Regions from separate parts of the Gasterosteus aculeatus genome. Here region 2 is linked to region 1. Evidence: chromatin contacts called from public Hi-C data. All regions are on one chromosome and are shown on one strand. The core of a region is the stretch at or near the end of the contact, and the rest is flanking DNA. Distances in the headings are between cores, read along the strand shown.

Region 1 (2,700 bases), core at 11-2,510:
GAGAAACCACTACATACATATCTTAACAACCAGGGTAAACATTTATAACAGAAATCTAGACAAACACGCACACACACACACACAGGCATGCAAAAAGGGGGCTCCCTTATTGAACAGGACATCCCGAAACTGTCAAGAAAAATACTCTCCAAGCCAGTGAGCCATTCCAGTGTTATCCAATGATTTTGCTTTTATGACCAGCAAAAGGTTTTACCCTTTGGCTCTGCTTTTAGAAAAAAAATAATCTAAAAAAGAAACTGAAGCTTTGCGGCAAAAGTATCCGCTGGTTAAGCAATAATTTTCAGCTTTGTATAATTACCAACTTGTGGCCCCTAGAGACACGTCCCCGTCAAGAGAGTTGTTTCAATAAAAGGCAGCCTGCTACAAGAAGAAGCGCATATTGAGCAACAGAAGAGAGAGAAGAGGGAAGCGTGAAAGGGAAGGGGAGAGACGGGTGAGAGCTGTGAGTACTATACGTAAGACTGGTGTGTCATAATATGTTGTGTTGCAATAAGGTGTGTACTTTCTGAATTCTCTGGAAATTCAAGAGGACAGAGCCAGCTCACACACACACACGTACGCACATGCAGAAGTACTCTATTGACATCTCTACATCTGCAAACATGCGAGAACACAGTTCCCCACAAAGAAACCACATAAAAAACCCTCATGAACGTCAGCATGGGGGAAATAAACAATAGGGCCATATTTTCTGACGTTTGATAAGCGGTTGGGATAAAAGGAAGTGACATCGCAGCACACGCCTCTAAAATGGGAACTGATGCTAACGGAGACAATGACAACAACAGAAAGAGGACAAAACAGGATGCTGGTCAGATGAAAGCCCGAAATGTCAGACAGCCTACAGACTGTTGTCGCCTTGCAATCTTAACAGCCAACACCAGTCTGATAAGCTATCGGACAGGCCGAGAGAGTGACAGACACGCCTGAGACGGACGCGTGTGCAGCGCCGACAACAATGAGAACAAAAAAATAAATCAATAAACAAAAAGATTCCTGATCCGACTTACCATGACAGGAGGGAGAGGAGACGTGAATGTTGTGCTGAGAGCTGGTGCAGAGCACCGGGTTCAGCCGGCTCAACAGTGCCTCTCTGTTTTGAATCTAACGCGAGTGATTCGTCTCCTGGCTCCGGCACCGAGGCAGTGCAACGAGTTCATTTGAAGGTTCAGCTGAGGTAACGGCACAGACGCTTTTCACTGTGCGCTAGAGGGTCCGCTCTCTCCCTCCCTCCCTCCCTCCCTTCCTCTCTCCCTCTCTCCCTCTCGCACCCACTGTGCTCAGTCCAGCGTAGCACAGCAGCGGTAGAGAGAGGGAGAAGAAAACTGCACGTTTCTCTGGTAACTATGAATAAAAGAAGGTCCCGCTTATAGAGAGCCAGCGGACGTTATCCGACGAGGAAAAAAATAAGCGTTAATCACATAAAGACAAAGGAGCTTGCCGGACTCATCTGAGGTTAAAGGTTTTTTTTTTAAAATAAAGCTAAATGTACAAGTAAAGACAAAGACAAATATTTACCACGACACAGCCTGTCTCTAAGTTCAATGAGCCGCTACCGTCTGCTATACTATATATAAGACTTCCAGGCACTCCTGGTCTATTAGTGGAGCCAGTCTGCTTAAATCCATAAAAGATAAAAGGGAGAGCAACAAATGTGGCAGTGACACAAACCCAGCCTCCTATCTGCCTCCCGCTCCCCGTCTCAAACACCAGCGCACGCGTGCACATTCATTATATGGCTGCATCTGGTAAAGTAGCCCCGGGCTAACTCATGTGCTCTCTTCCTGGAAGCAGAACAATAAGGGTAGACAAAGGGAGCAGCAGAGTGATTCATGGCCGATTCATCATATCTCATCCACAAGTACCATGACGAGCATACACAAAAGAAGTGGACGTCTAAAGCACCACAAACACTTTTAAAGAGTATTAACATCTCCACTGACTTACAACTCTCCCACATGGGGAAATGAGACGGCTCCGAAGTGGACACTCATTTACAGTTTTTTTTTATCTTACCACAGTAAATGTCATAAATACACAATACAGTCTTAATAATAAACAAGCTAATATCGATATTCCATAATTCAGTTATTGAACAAATAACTCACTTCAAAAGTAACTATCCTAGCTTATTTAAATAAAGTGAATATGTGACCGCCTCACTGAGGAGCGTTATGGCTCAGGAGCTAATGAAAGCACCAACATGAACAGACAGCACGCACACGCACCCCAACCAACACCTACCTTGTCATAGGTACCAAATGCAAAGCCTTTAAAAGCAAGTCAATGAAAGGAAGTCCAAGTTCAACATAAGAGGAGAACCAGTCGGAGGCGGATATTTTGCTCCATAAAAATGGCTCACAGTGGCTCAGCAGCTGGGAGCCGGAGTTGCGATGAGTAAGGGGCTGCTGGGAGCTTCCTAAGTGGACGGCGGGCTGAGACTGCTACCTGGCCGTCACTCCGTTTTGCCCCCCCGAGTACTTGGCCTGCTGCTTGCGCTTGCCATAGCTCTGGGCCGTGGAGTTGACAATGGAGCAGACAAAGAAGCATACCATGATGACCACAACCTTCTCAAAGAGCCACGGCAGCCAGCTCTCCTCCTGCCAGGAACCACAGTAAGAGCGGAGAGAGAGAGAGAGAGGGAGAGTAGAGCTGGGTCAGTGAGTTGGAGCCCCTCCC
Region 2 (2,700 bases), core at 37-2,536, 98 kb after region 1:
AAGAAGGTCAACAAAGAGGACAAAACATGTGTAGTCAGACCGTTATATTACATTTACACAGAAACATTAAGGATGAAAGATGGAACAAAAAAAACACATGAAATCATACGACATTTGCACATTTGTTCAAATATTTAACACTGTTTTGATGAAAAACAGTAAAAATGACCTTTTATCTTGCGAGGACAGAGCCTGGAAACCACGGAGTAAAAAGTAGAAAATAAATACCTACAATTGTATATCATAACTGTTGACGGTGTCATGGTGACGTGTTGCATCAAATTGTTGTCCCATTTATATTTAAATTGAGACTCAACCACCTACCAGTTGACGTCAATTAAGTCACTAGGGCTTGAGGGCTGAGTGGTTTAGGGCAGTGGTCCCCAAACTTTTTTACCTCACGGACCGTTTCCATGTCAGACAATTTTCGCGGACCGGTCGAGAAGGTCCGACGGAAATTCGCTGGTGGGCGAAACTGCCGTGCACGTGCACGGTAAGAGGACAATTGTAAAAGTGAAGAAAGACGCCTGGTGACGCGTGGGGAATATGTCAGAGGGACGAGCGCATATAATTAGTGGAAAAGCCGGTCAATTTTCAAAATTAAACATTTTTCAGAAAAAAAAAAATCTTTCTGTGGTGCAGCGTGGTACCAAATGGCCCACGGACCGGTAGCGGTCCGCGGCCCGGTGGTTGGGGACCACTGGTTTAGGGGACACCAGGGTTGGACCTTCCTACAACCTACAATGGCCTTCAGGTTTAAAAAAGGCTATTTAGCACTCTTTTTCAATTCTGAAAGCTGGAGCTCAAATAGACTGAAAGCTGAAATCAATATCAAAAATCTTTAAGACCCGAGGACCTGTATGTGTGTGAGAGAGAGACAGAGAGAGGGAGACAGAGAGAGAGAGAGAGAGAGAGTCACACACACACACACACACACACACACACACACACACAATACATACACTTTAAACACATCTAAAGATTTAAATCTGGGAATCGTTTAAACAGAGAGAGGTTCCACAAAAAACTCAAAAGTGATTGAGTCACTTCTAATCAACTGATGAGAATCACCTTTGTCTGAAAGTGCAGAGTCACTGTTGGTCACAGAGAAGTTGCCCAGTAGGACACACAGTAGACCGACACAAAAACTGTAAGTTGTATTAATTTATCAAAACTTCATTTTGGGAATCCCAAGACTGTCCCAAAGTAGACATATAATTAGTGTGAATAAATGAAAAATGACATTGCAGTTTTAAAAGTGTCCACATTTCTTTGTTTTTATCAAGGCCTGACGAGGTGAAATGACATTAAAGTCAATGAGAAAGCGAAGAGGGTCGTTTGGTGCTTTCAACTAAATAATATCTACATGCTTGTTGATGAAAGGTGAGATCAACACGTCCAGTTCAGCGCAAAAACTATTAAATGCTTACTGTCTTTTAATCTTAATCTTAAAAAGTTCTCACAATAATCTTAAAAGATCTCAGTCTGAGTGTTGAATGACTTCCTGGAAACCTGTGAAGTGAAATAGATATAAAGTATAATGTTACAATTTCTCTTCATTTCTTAGTCATGCTCATCTGTATCACTCCTGTTATTGTTCTTGGCTTGTTGGTGTATTTGTGCAACATGTCACGGAGCTTTGGTCTTGACACCGACACACAGTCCTGATGTAAATCTCATGGGAACGGGGGAAGGATGTATTTCGCACAGTTCTACATTTTTACAGAGCAACAAGAAGAGAAGAGTTATTTCATTTGTTTTGTACCGCTAGTCCACAGTGCAATGCAAATCACACCGTACGTATAAATGTGTATCCGCTCAATATTTCCCAAAAGATTAAACATTAAGCCTGCTGTCCTTCAAGGGGAGGAGTTTCTCTGTGATCAAAACAAATGCTTGGTCATACAGCACGCTTCTGTTCCATCCCTCTCTGTGTGGGAGACAGCTGAACAGATGGGAAAGACACACAAGAGATCAAGTGCAGGTAATATATGTAAAACTTTACTAATATTTTTTTTCCTGCTTTCAAATATGAGCCGTCTCACCCATCTTCTCCCTTCTGTACCTACATTTCCTCCTGCTTTTATGATTTTACCTAGTTTTTCTCATGCTTGTGCTACCATGGTTTTGTACAGTGTTACATTTAGTAAAACAGAGATTGCCGTGAAACCTGACGAAATATAGATTCTATCCAAAACTCGTTGAGGAATTTCCATCTATCCACTTCTAATTGTGATCATCAATAACAACTCAAAACTCTTATCTCATCGAGCTTCAGCAGCTTGTCTTTGTGTTTCATATAGAGGGCAACTAATGCGGTAGGATATTAGAAAAGTAGGTTTATGGTAGGGAAAAGCAAACAGTGACTCATTTTCTGCATTAGCTGCCTGTGGCTTAAGCCATTTAGCTACTTTGAGGTTGTGTGAGAGAATGAATTCTTCTGGGAGCAAGGAGTTACTAATTGTGTTACTTTATGATGAAAGTTTGTTTTTAGGTTACACCGTGTCCGCGCCACAAGGACTCTGTGTTACTGACACGATGAACCAAATAGATAAGCAGGGTGAGGACGGTGTCTGTTCACTGCGTAAGCTATTCTCCTGCTAACAGCCACTATAGAGAGATAAGAAAGCATAACCAAATTCAAATCCTGCTAGGGGTGTTTTCTTTAAGACAGGAAAGGTCGACCAGCATTACAATATA

The links. A called contact is a pair of places that touch in the nucleus more often than the background predicts.
Region 2: a Hi-C map of skeletal muscle shows a contact between it and region 1, with 1.9 times the contacts expected there. The contact joins the promoter of nherf4b here to the enhancer-like site in region 1. A contact is called at or near these places in 2 of 6 Hi-C or Micro-C datasets (skeletal muscle and tail fin).

The regions. Positions count from the first base shown.
Region 1 is chr7:17,598,966-17,601,665 of fGasAcu3.hap1.1, forward strand. It overlaps the pseudogene LOC120822784. Among protein-coding and RNA genes, the nearest start is that of rps6kb1a, 7.1 kb to the left of the region's middle. Within about 2 kb of position 1,261, at least 8 of the 9 cell types and tissues checked have open chromatin away from gene starts, as enhancers often do.
Region 2 is chr7:17,697,252-17,699,951 of fGasAcu3.hap1.1, forward strand. nherf4b (NHERF family PDZ scaffold protein 4b) reads left to right here and starts at 1,287. Exons shown (of 9, transcript XM_078106128.1): 1 at 1,287-1,383; 2 at 1,865-1,984. The coding sequence starts at 1,377.